2 separate regions of the Zea mays genome follow, and region 1 is linked to region 2. A link is a contact called in public Hi-C data. All regions are on one chromosome and are shown on one strand. The core of a region is the stretch at or near the end of the contact, and the rest is flanking DNA. Distances in the headings are between cores, read along the strand shown.

Evidence for each region. A called contact is a pair of places that touch in the nucleus more often than the background predicts.
Region 1: a Hi-C map of leaf shows a contact between it and region 2, with 2.8 times the contacts expected there. The contact joins the promoter of LOC109942872 here to the promoter of LOC103642662 in region 2. A contact is called at or near these places in 3 of 25 Hi-C or Micro-C datasets (ear, leaf and root tip).

The regions. Positions count from the first base shown.
Region 1 is chr10:99,812,061-99,818,436 of Zm-B73-REFERENCE-NAM-5.0, reverse strand. It overlaps LOC109942872 (disease resistance protein Pik-1), which reads left to right and starts at 4,791. Exons shown (of 4, transcript XM_035963451.1): 1 at 4,791-5,746.
Region 2 is chr10:99,467,420-99,474,437 of Zm-B73-REFERENCE-NAM-5.0, reverse strand. LOC103642662 (disease resistance protein Pik-2-like) reads left to right here and starts at 2,670. Exons shown (of 4, transcript XM_035963450.1): 1 at 2,670-2,873; 2 at 3,062-4,071. The coding sequence starts at 3,095.

The sequences.
Region 1 (6,376 bases), core at 3,542-6,041, 340 kb before region 2:
AATGATAATGACTTAGTAATCCTTGAAGGCAATGATGAGGTTGCGTCTTCCGATGGTGTTGAGATTGAAATGCTTGATAGTGATGATGAGAGTTATGATCCGGCTAACCCCGACACATATGAAGATTATTTTTAATCGATGTAATGCTATATGACTTTTTATTTCGCACCTGTTTTTAAATACATCTTTTTATATGTGCTTATTTGTTTACTCTTAATTGCAAGTTGTTGGACAAATATGGTGGGCGGTTTCCTGAGGAGGAGGAGGGGAGGAGGAGTAGGACGGCGGACGATGCAGAGCAGGCAGCGCAGCAGCACGAGGCAGAGCAGGCAGCACAGCAGCAGGCGGCGCCTCAGGACGACGACGACCAGCAGCAGGACGACGACGACCAGCAGCAGGACGCCTCAGGTTCAGGCGGCTCTAGTTCGAGGAGCATCTACCTGCGAGGCCCCGCGAGTCTCCCGCCGCGTCCCATACTTCGGGACAGACGGTCGTTGATTCGGCCGGAAGGGGAGAGGTATGTAACTTTATGTTCTTCATTCTTGTTCATATTATGTGTTCAAAATCATAATATAAACTAATACTTTTTATTTATCACTTGGACAGGTCTTGGACGGTTTTGGATTATGCTGGGGGTCATCGTCGCCCCCAACAACATCCTCGGCCTGCTGTGCGGGGAACACTTCCCTGGACTTGTGGAGTACGCCGGAGTGACGGGCCCAGCCTTCACCTTCGACCACTACGCCGTCGCCCCCGATGCAGTAGACCGGGACGGCAGGGAATTCAATAACAAGGCGGAGCGGGTGAAGCAAGAGCTGTGGGTAAGTCTTAGTATAATATAAAATATGTCGCATTCGTTGCAAATTCTTGAAATAATGTATGGATACATCGTTTTTGTATGCAGGATTTCTTCAGATGCGATGCTGGATACGAGGCTAGGGCGGATGTGGTGGCCACCACGTGCTGTAAGAAGCTCGTCGTGGACATGCACTATGAGGCCCGCATCTAGGCCATCATCACCTACCACGGCTCCGTCCTTGGGGAGAAGGTGACCAAACCTCAAGCCCGAACCATGTCGTTGACCAGGGAGCAGTACCTGCAGGTAAAGTCATGCATGTTTGGTACCAGTACTCCATGCATGAATTTTATTTTATCTTCTGATATGCACTTTATGTGTTTACTTTGCAGGTGATTCCACATTGGTGCGTCGCACATCCTTTGTGCTGGGAGCAGATGGTGGACAGGTGGTGTTCGGCTGAGTGGGACGAGGCGCACACAGCTAGCCGGGAACGGCGTTTGCAGATGCAAGGCCCCTCGCACCACCAAGGCAGCCGGAGCCTGGGCCAATATGCCGAAGCATGGGTACGCCACCTTTTTTATTTAGATATATAGCACTAAGTTAGATATTATTTCTAACTATCTCGTTGGTTTTCGTTGCAGTCGGCGTCACATGGTGGCAGGCCTTGTTCCACCTTCTCGGCCTATGCTATGGCCCATAAGGGTAAGGCGACGTCCGACGTCACCTACAACCCGGATGACGGGCCCGAGGCCTACACCAACCCCGTCGTCTACAGCCGCCTCCATGACTACACCACCATGGCGCAGGAGGTCCATGACCCAGACTATGATCCGAGCACCGAGCCTATCGACCCCGATGTGCTGATGAGGGTCGGAGGAGGCAAGAGACATGGGCGGTACTGGATTGCCGACGGGGCAATCGACTCGTCCTCCACTCCCACTCTGTCTCAGGTGAGAGCAAGGAGCACGGGCTCGAGCCCAGCCATTCGACCTCGGCACGACAGCTCACAACATCGCATACAGCAACTCGAGGTTAGTGCTTCTGTAACTCGTCCTTCCTTTAGTTATATACCTAGTCTTTGAGTTACTATAACGTTGGCTTGTAATATTACAGACCCAACTAGAAGAAGAGAGGAGGGAACGTCAAGAGATGGAGGCGAGGATAATGGCGGAGCGGGCGGCGGCTGATCAGAGGATGGCGGAGATGTTCCAGTACATGCAGAGCCTTGGCGCCGCACAGGGCATCGCTCCGCCACCTCCATTGTTCCCCCCAGTTGACCCTACTCTCTTCCACACTCCTGTGAGTATCAAAATTGTAGTTAGATGTTTGTAATGCATCTGGTATAACACATGCTATCTCTTCTCTGTGCAGGGCCAATCTGGGGCGGCATCCAACAACCCTCCGGAAGGGTTCAGCCCAACGCAGCCCCGGCCAAACCGCCCACCTCCATGAGTGTTGTGTTTTCATTGTTTTAGACTTCAGAACTTATGTATAATACTTATGTTTCTGTTTGATACTTATGTGAGAGCTTGCGACGTTTGAGACTTATGTTTGTGTTTAATACTTGTGTTGAACACTTATGTTTGTGATGGATATTTATGTTTGTGGTGACGGTTTTATGTTTGTGTTGGCTATTTATGTCTGTGATGATATCTGTGATGTATATATGTGATATATATGTGATATCTTCTGTTTGTGTGGATGGAAAACAAAAAACAAATAAAAAAGGTATATACTGGTCACTTTGCCGAGTGTAACACTCGGCAAAGAGCACAGACCTAGGCACCGGCTTAGGGTCTTTGCCGAGTGTTATGTCTCTGGCACTCGGCAAAGAGGTCGGCTTTGCCGAGTGCCACTTGGGACACTCGGCAAAGAGCCTGACATGGGGACCCTCCCTGGCGGTCTCTTTGCCGAGTGTCCCAACTGGCACTCGGCAAAGAAGGCGGCTTTGCCGAGTGCTGCCAGGAAGGCACTCGGCACAGATATCTTCGTTGCCGAGTGTCACGTTGACACTCGGCAAAGCCGCCGTCTCCGTCACCCGGCGCCGTAACGGTCGCTTTTCATTGCCGAGTGCTCCCTGGCACTCGGCAAAGAAATTTGCCGAGTGCCCGAGAAAAAGTACTCGGCAAAGAAGTCTTTGCCGATGCACTGTTTGCCGAGCCTTCTTTGCCGAGTGTTACACTCGGCAAAGCCTTTGCCGAGTGTTTTTAAGGCTTCGCCGAGTGCTTCAGGCACTCGGCGAAGCGATTGATTCCGGTAGTGAATCATAGGACCCTCGTGCTTAGCGTTGCTAGTATTCGAGGAATTACGTTGCTCTAGGTTCTGGCCATCACCATCAGCACTTGCTGGTTGGTTTGTCACCTCTCATCGTCCACCAGAAATGCCACGACTTCCTGTGAGGACTGGCGGCAGCATATCATTTCCAGGAACACGCCCTTCAGCAGTCTGGCCACAGAACGGATTGAGCGCTTAATTCATCTCAATTGAAATGCTCATTTTCAGTATTTAGTAGCAAAATTGGATTGACTCCCGTTCACTCTCACTCTGATCGCCTTACCGGTCCTTCGATATAATCATTGTGCACTAAAATTTTATCGAATATTTTATATACCGTTGTAATTTACGGGTAGTAAATCCTATGTAGGTAGGCTTAGCAACCAATCCCGCCTCTATGAGTACTAGGCTCTAGATATTTTTTTGAAGGAGGTTTTACTCAGCTTTTAAGAAAGCAATAACAGAGGTAGCTACATAGAGCACACCCCACAACGTTGAACTGGGAATACCAGTTAACCAGGGAAGCTCCACACTGACGCCCCATGACCACAAAAAAAAACGGTCCCTCCACTAAACTAAAGACTAACTCACCAAAGCTCCACGTTGATAGCATCAACCTGACAAAGTTCAAATATCATCAACCAGAAAGCTTCACTCGATTAAACAACCTAACAGAGCTAGAAACAAGCTAAGCACAACAAAAAAGAACCCTCATATGACATCCATATCAGCAGCACCAACTCCACGCCTGGGATAAAAAGAAGGGACATCTTCCACTTCAGATCACTCCAATGTCACTGCAATTTTCCTCAACCGAATGATGTTCCCCAGTATATCTTCCAACATCGCCTGTTCCCTTGTCTTGAGTAGCACGCTCCAGCTCTGCAAGAAAGACATGGTCTCATATATGATCGCTGTCGTATTGTTAGGGAATTCTTTCATAATCGCCATCTTATTTCTGTTACACCAAAGGGACCAAACCAGCCCGGCAACAATAAAGAGATGGAAAGAACAAGCAGCATGGCAGGATCCCACTCCCCAATTGCTAAACAGACTAGCTATAGACCTGGGGACACGGTCCCAACCATCAATATTTTTCATTCTTCCCCAAACATATTTCGGAAGGACACAGTGAATAAAGATGTGATCAACTGTCTCTTTGTCCCCATACAGAGAACACAACGTTCTATCCTTCTACCTTTTTTTTCTAGCACTACGGCCGCTTGGATTTTCTCATTGTAAATTTGCCAAAGAAAAACCTTGATCTTCAAAAGCACCTTGCAATTCCAAATTTTTATACATGGGGGTTTTGACACCACCATCGGTCCTAAATCTGTAAAGGGATTTCGCAGTGAATCTGCGAGAGTTGTCCAGAGCCCAAAACACTAGGCTCTAGATATTAGTGGAATCAAAGATATTGAGAGTGATTTATTATTAACCATACGTTATATTTATATATGGCATCGGTCAGTTTGAAGCGCAGTTGAAGCCGTTAAATCATTTGCAAGTTAAAATCCTTTTCAATTTCTTCTTCCAATACTCAATAGGCAGGGGACGGGATTATTAACCAAACAAGACGCTGCTACTATTACCACCACCACAATACCTAGTACCTGTGGGTCCAGCCAGTAGGCAATATATAGAAAAGACCTACTACTACTGCTACTATCACCAACACCACAACACCCACCCAGCTACATCAGAGCTAGCTAGTGAGAATGAACGGTATGAAGGCCGCCGCCGGAGCTGTGGTGACCGAAGCCACGGGTGCCTTTGGGCCCGTCCTGGCGAAGCTCACGGCCTTGCTGACCCCTGATCAGGATGGGGACGACGTGGAGGATTCCATCATGTCCCAGCTGGAGCGCGTGCAGTCGCTCCTCCTCAGGATATGGGAGAGGCAGGATCTTGAGGCAGCATGCGAAGATTGGATGGCGGAGGCACGGAAGGTGTCCTACGACATCCAGGACGACATCGACGGCTTCGAGCTCGGCTTGGAGCATCATGGTGGTGGTTCATCATCAGCTACCAAGAGCCTCCTCGAGAGGATCAAGGCAAAGGTCAAGGGCCTGATGCTGGATAGCCAGAGCGGCTATAAGGAGTGCTGCAGGGCCATTGGCGAGCTGTCTTCGGCGACAGCCCTGCTAGTTGACCATCGATCTCGCTTCTTTCACAAGGATGCGTCCGAGCTTGTGGGGACGATGGAGGAGAAGAAGGCTGAGGTTACCAAGTTGCTCCAAGAGCACGAGGTGGTGTGCATCCATGGTTCTGCAGGGATGGGCAAGACAACTCTTGCTGACTTGGCGTACCAGGCGATGTCGATAGGAGACGACGGACTCAAATGCCGTGCGTTCGTGTCGGTCTCCCCTAGCGCAACCATGGTGCAGATGCTGAAAACCATTCTAAGTCAACTAAGCCGCCGCCACCATTTGCTGTATGGTGGTAGCAATGAAACGTCGTCAGACGAAACGGCTGACGACAAAAGGTAATACTCTATGCCGCCTGAACATCCATCCATATAGCCAAGGAACAGTAATGGATCTTTGTTTCTTTCTTTCTATATATTCCACCTAACACTCTCAGAATTGTATCTGAGGTCGCACGACATGCGGACACGGATATAGCCAAGGAACAGTATCTCATCGAGAGCATATCAAACTTACTCGTGAACAAAAGGTACGCGCCAACATATGTTCTTGCTTCGCAATCAATTATTCATGCATGGTACACTTGTGAGTTACGTGTCTGTTCTTTTTATTTGTTGTTTTTTTAGTTTAAAAATAAACTAGCAGACCACAAATATTCGTGGGAACTTCTCACTCTTCTTTAGTGGAACTAATTTGTTGTAATACCAAAGGTGCAAAAGTTTTGAACTTGAATTAAGCTTGGATCACCTCTAGTCCTATAGCCAATCCCTGATCCCAGCATAAACAAGGGAGTATCAATCTTCGAGGCATACAATATTTGTATGGGGAGGAGAGAAATGAGAGAGAAAGAGAGAGAGAGAGAGTACTGTTAAGATATTATGCAAACAAATTTGGCACATGGGGCCCTGAGCTGTTTTGGCACGGTAACCCGAGATTTGATTCCTCTGAATTGCATTGACCACCTGTGGATATAGTGTTCGATCGTAAGCCAGTTTTCAAAATACCGTGACATTGCACGCCTCCTCACAGGACCTAACTGCATGTATATACACCGTTGTACGTTTTTTTTCAATGAAATTAAACTAGAGAAATTTTGTATTAAAATGTGACCTAGTAGTACCGTATATGCATAATACCTACAACTAATTTTGGTTCATAT
Region 2 (7,018 bases), core at 1,421-3,920:
CCTTCTCCCTCACTTTTTTATTTTTTGCATTAGATTAGACCCTTTGCTTAGGAAGTTGTATCTGCTAGAACAACTATAAATTGACATGTTGTCAAAGTCTTTGCTTCCCGTGAAAATGCATACTCTCAAGGTCTATGTCGACATCGTGACCCGTTCAGATCCTACGTACTCCAACATCAGTCATTTGGCCCTCCTGTGATTTGGAGTTCCTACGAGTACTCAAGGTAGATCTTGCATACTATTTATCAACGCGCTCATGAAGATGTACAATATGCAGGTCTACAATTTTACTAAATTCAGTCAGTTCTTTAGCACTTAATGAGTTAATGAATCAACTATGTTGACCATGAAATATGATTAGAGCTTACCAGCTATTGCAAGCTGAAGCTTTGGTCCGACAAATTTTGGATCTTCATAAAAAGTACAACCTGACATTCAAAATTATTAGTGTATTGACACAACATGAACGTTTCAAATAAGAACCGAATTCACTCTCCAAGGCCTACCTTTTTCATCATAGGTTAATGGATTTAACATTCCAAGGGTACTGAAGACTACAAATCCTCAAACTCTTTCAGTAGAAGTTTAGACTCGTGTAACAAACACCTAATGCTCACATGTATAGATTCGGTCGTTTCCTTAACCATAAGATGGGAAACGGGAACCTGATCCCATAGCACCTAAATTCCCATTTCAAAATCCCCACATTCAGATACTAAAAGTAACCCACCAGACAAAGTAGTTTTACAATCTTCCTGCCACCCCCTTCAACTGATGGTGTTTCTTTAGAGCTTCAGTCATGTGGAGATCGCCCTCTGGCATATGGGACACACATTCAGATCCTTGGCACAGTTAGAACAAGTATACATGCATTTTTTTATAAAAGCACCATTGTGTATTACCAATTCATACATAACCGATGAAGTGACACCATCACATAAACAAAAGAAAGAATAATTCAGTCCGCCACTGTTTTGAGGCATACAAATGAGGACCTCACAAAGCAAGTGGAAGGCTTACAGATGAACAGGTTCAGTGAAGTAGAGGAGTTGGTACACCTGCGTTGGGCAATGCCTGTCTGAGATTCGAGATCTGCAACTATCAGACTCCATAAGGGAAGGTCTCTGCACGTGATATTAATAGGACACTGAGCTCCAAATCACAGGAGGGCCAAATGACTGATGTTGGAGTACGTAGAATCTGAACGGGTCACGGTGTCGACACAGACCTTGAGAGTATGCATTTTCACGGGAAGCAAAGACTTTGACAACATGTCAATTTATAGTTGTTCTAGCAGATACAACTTCCTAAGAAAAGGGTCTAATCTAATGCAAAAAATAAAAAAGTGAGGGAGAAGGACCTCCTCGCCGGCACCTTCCGCCTTGGTGCCTGGGTTGCCAGGGGCATGATGTCCCGCTCCCTCTCCCTCCTCGACCTCGCAGGGCAGGCTGACAGCGCCAACCGCATGCTAGAGCTGCCACCGTCAGCTGCCGAGGCGACTGACTTTGTCGCCGAGTTCGAGCGCGAGTGCGGCGCTGGCCACGTCCCATGCTTCGTGGCGAAGAGGTTTGCTGATGCGCTGTGTGGGCGTCGACGACAGGGGATGGGTGGTTCCATGCGCGCGAGCAGGGGTAGGCGGTGGCATGGCCTGGTTCCATGCGCGCGCGAGCGGGGGGCCTGGCGGGGCCGTGGGGGCATGGCCTAGTTCCATGCGCATGAGGGGAGAGAGCGCGCACGCGAGGGCAAGCGGGGGCACGCCGCCGACGGAGCAGAGCGCGGATGGCGAGATATCACCGAGGAGGCCATCAACCCGCACACAAATCTCGCGAGCAAGAGCTGCGTGGGAGTGGAAGCAGCAGATCTCGGGGGTGCTCGCGGATCCGTCCTCCTCCTCGTTGCCATCGAGCGAGGACACGAGATGGTGTATGCTGCTCCGAGGACGGGGTGGGGGGAGACGCCGACTCCGAGGATGGGGGCGAGGTGGCGGCGCTGAGGATGGAGGCAGGGTCACGACCTCTCCGAAGACGGGGGCGAGGGGGTGCGCCGAGGCGGGGGCGTGGTATCGCGGGGGAGACATCGTCTGTTGCAGCGGATCTTGGACGAGTGTGGCGCGTATGACCTAGGCGGGGTGTGTGCGGCGTGGGGGAGGCGGGATGACCGGAGGGGATGGGCGGGGGGAAGGCGGGGATGACGCGGCGGCCGTGGCGGCGGACGCGAGCAGGGCAAGGGCATCGCGAGCGAAGGCGTGGTCTCTGGCGGTGGCATGGTGAAGCCTGTGGACGCCCACGATAGAGACATATAGAGTAGTAGAGATATATATCCGACCCGGATTCAAGTAAAAATAACTAGGATAATAACCTATTATCTATCTGTATTTTCGCCCTTCTTCTCCACGACGTGCACAGCAGAAAAAAAAGACTGCCCGGCCTGTCTATATAAATAATGACTGGAGCTAATGAGTTGGTCATGAGGTGAGTATTTCGGCATCTTTTGGGTCTGTAAGTGTTGCTTGTGACTGTGTCAAACAGTCAAAGCTATATATATTTATTTATTTTTTGCAAACCTAGTAGCAACTTTAGCACGAAAATAATAGAACATTGTCACCATGTGAGACAGATAAGAGAAATCTTGCCGTACCGCAGTGCTTGTGTCGCCGCCCGCATACCAAGCTGATATAGAAAACTAAGTCCCACTGCACCTCCTGCCTGCTCTCGCTCCGCCCAAGGGCACTACACTATCTTCGCCCCCTCCCTTTTGTGCTTTTCTTCAAACCTCAGGTGCATATTTGGATTGGTGGCCAAGGCAGTTCATGCATCTTGGGGAGCAAATTAAATCGTCTATGCGCTTGCCGGCCCGTGAAAAGTGACTCCAAGGTACAAACTTAAAAACCTGATCGAGCATCGTCATTCGTCGGTTTGATAGTTTTATTTATTTATTTATTTTGTACTGATGTTCACAAGAAGTATCAAGTTGTGCACACTCTCTGTTGTCTTTAGGAAATGAAAATCATTCATGTTAGTATATATTTAATTTGTGGATTTATTTCTCTTATTGGCTGTAGGTCGATCTGCTGCTGGTAGCTAGCTATAGCTAGATGGAGCTGGTGGTAGGTGCTTCGGAATCCACCATGAACACTCTCCTGGGCAAGCTGGGCAACCTTCTCGCCCAGGAGTATGCTATGCTCAGGGGCGTCCGCGGTGACATCCAGTACATCAACGACGAGCTCGCCAGCATGAAGGCTTTCCTTCTCGACCTTGCTCGGGACAACCAAGACAACCGGAGGAAGGACTGGATGAAGCAGATCCGTGAGATGGCCTACGACTGCGAGGACTGCATAGATGACTTCGCCCACCGCCTCCCCAAGGATTCATCCAACTTGCTGAACACCAAATGCTGGCCCAGGTGGATGGCTACACTGATCTATGACCTCACGACGTGCTGGCCTCGCCGTGAGATCGCTTGCAACATTGCTGAGCTCAAGGTCCGGGCGCAACTGATTGCCGAACGACGCGTAAGATATGGAGTGAAGGAACCGGACAGCAGCGGAAGCATGCCTGCTGACGCCCCCCCGGAGAACATTGCTGAGGACCAGCTCGCAAGGCGAGATCTCACCATTAAGGAACCCGTAGGGATGGGGCACGTCATGGCGGATCTTGAGAGGTGGGTGAAGCACGACGAGCAGGGCGCAGGCGGCCAGCGAGCTGTCGCGTCCATTGTAGGATTTGGGGGCGTGGGGAAGACCACCGTTGCCATGGCACTGTACAAGAAAGTCATGAAGGATTTTGACTGCCGGGCGTGGGTCACTGTGTCCCAGAACTACGACATAGAAGCCGTCCTCCGTGAGATCCTCAAGCAAATCAACCCAGATTACATGCATCAAGACGGCGGCACTGCTGCAACCATCTCTGAGAAGACCAAGACCAACAGGACAGCATCAGCATCCATTGCTTGCAAATTATTGAACCGAGCTTTGAACCACCGCACAGGCCACACGCATGGAGGAGGCACTGCTGGAAGCTCTAAGAAAAATGACACCAGCAAAGCTGTAATGGAGCACCTCAAAGGGAAGAGGTACTACATACTACTTTGTTTTCCTTCTATTCATTGGTTTATTCCATGCATTTCTTTATTACTAGCTAATACTAGTATCATACTACGCGTGCCGTGTGCCGACGACCACCACGTTATTTGTGCTGCCCATGGACAAGGACAACACACGCAAGCTTTAACAGAGTCGGCTAGCTACTTTTTCATCCTATAGGAATTAAGGATCATGTCATCAACGAACATGCCCATGCACCACATGATCGTCGAGGGATTTCATTGAAGATCCACCCATTTCGGCACTTCCAAATGCACCACATCATGGTTATAACAATCTCCGTAGACCACGGCATTCGTAGCTCTACAGTAATTTTGGTTACTACCAGATGTGGGTTATTCAAACTTGGGGAGTAATTCCATCGATCTGCCAACATCTCCGTGCAAAGTTGCATCATATCTCAGGAACAAGTGAGACCAAGTTTCAAGCCTTTGTAGAATGCAATTTTCGCATGTGTACGATTCCAACTCCATGTTCCGTCTTTTGAGCACATCCATCGTGTTGAGCCTGTCATGAAGGAATAACTAGAAAAACAGTTTTTGCTTCGATTGAAATTGTGATATCCTAGCCCCGGTGGATGGTGATATCCTGGCCCAAGGCTTAATATAATTAATAGTGTACTCATAGCAACAAGGTGCATTGTCACACCCGGATTTAAGGGCAAATCCAGGTACGTCTCAAATGTGTGCTAGGATCAAGTCTCACACATATGATGACTCATGATATAGAAACAAATGTCACATCTTTACTATATAATTAGAGTTCTGTACAAAATTGCTAAATAATTACATCATACAAAGACAACGATCCTCCGCAACCATAGTTGACTCGTAGACGACAACCTAGACCTCTCACGAACTCATCGCGACCTCCTTCATGCTCCTCATCTTGCGGTACTTATCCTTGACCTGGGGGATGTGAGTACAACAAGGGTGAGCTCACATACGTTCATCGCTCAATAAGTTGTGGAGAATAATGTCCATGAGCTCACTTACGGTGGGGGCTCATGTGAAGTGTAAGGCTTACCAAAGAAGATGGTTAAAGCTGAGCATTGTTTTTAAAGTTGGTCAAAGTTTTATTAGCAGTTACTAAGTATAAATAGATACCAACCCTATTAAATAAGATATCACAATTAATAATAATCCCATAATGCAATGCAAATGATAGATTAAGTTTAATTCCATAAGTTAATCATGTGAAGGTCTGAGCCGCTCATGACCGTGAGCAGGCTGATATACTAGTTTTACACTCTGAAGAGGTTGCACATCTTTACCTACAAGACGTGTTTCTCATTTAGCTAGGGTTAGGTAGACCCTAAGACACTTCCAAGGTGAATGGCTAGGGATCCACTGCGAGGCCTTTATAAAGTTTCACTAGAGGAGAGAACCCGCTACGAATTTCAGGCTAAAGGCGAAGTAGGAATCCCTCGTTTGGAAAGCTAAAAAGATAGTCCGACCCGAGGACCTCCCTACACCTGCACAAGTCCACCCCGCTTGCCCCTTTCCGGAACGGATTAACTCACACTAGCTTTCCTAATTATTCAGCCAAGGGCGTCCCATTCCACCCTTGTGGTAGCACTGTTTTCCCGGATGGTCGCTCCATGTTCCATTTAATATAATAATCTTAACGTGAACAATAATTAAACCAGCAATATTAATGGAACATGATCATAATTCGATATAACATTAATTCCAAAACCAGGTAGAGCAATAGTGAGTCTACCCAATAGTTTATTTGTTTGCAAGGTGTGGGTAAACAAAACTAGGGAAATCTATTATGTCCCATCAAATTAACCTAAGAATGTCACAGTGATTAACAGAGAACATTATTAGGTAAAGAAGAGTGATCAAGGGCACAACATATCTTTTTGGCGCAACTCTAGGTAATTCCCCAAGTTGGTCTTCAAGTGTCTCGCAACCTCTCTTCTATCGTAGCAATACATATAAATAGACAAGAGGTACAAAAAATAACATTACACCAAATAGGTAATCAAACAGTGTAAGAATTTCTATGTGTCGCTACGAGATCGTCGGTTCGAGAATCACTAAAATCGAAATTACGGTTAAGAAGATATGGTTTTCAGAAGAATTTCGTGATTAGATAATAAAAATCATATTCTATGTTGATTAATGAAAATCATATGAGAAAAGATATTGAAGAAATAACTAATTCAAATTTAATCCAAGTTATGACTTGATTATAGATTATATTTCAGTTAGATTATAATCATAGATGGATTAACTTTGATTAGCAAGATTTAATCTATTAAACATTGGGTAAATAAATTTCTAATTATAAAAATGTATGATATGATAAAGACATGTTGTTACTGAGGGAGAAATTTTATTACGGAGCTAATGCAACTTGAACGGATTAAAACAGAGTTAAAACCAAGAAGTTATGGATTTACTAGGTTACTAGGATTATTTTTACACTAGAAATTCAATTTCAAAGTTTAAACAATAGGTCAACTGGACTGCAGGTACTATTCCTAGGAAGAATAGGGTTCAATCTAAAAAGTCCGGGACCAATCTGCAACACTCTTCACACAGTCTTCACTAGTAGAAAAGAGCTCAAAGCCTGCGGCACCCATAAATTATCACTAGCGGTTTCAGTTACCACGCGCCAGTAAAAAAACCAGGTGGGCCCGGCTTGGGAACCGCCAGTGGAAACCTATTTCCACTGGCGGTTGGTGTAACAGAACCGCTAGTGAAATTATCACTGCAAGCTTGGACGGTGGGTTGGCTTCTTAGAAAGTCGGGGTCTCTTTTGCAAAATTATTCGGTCGAAGAGGTATGAGCTATTCTGTGCTGCAGGATATGAAGTGGACGGCCCAGATTAAATCCTACAACTTTATGAATCGGTACGCACTCTAGGCCCTCGGATCCTAAATTTACGGCTGAGACTTAAACGTGA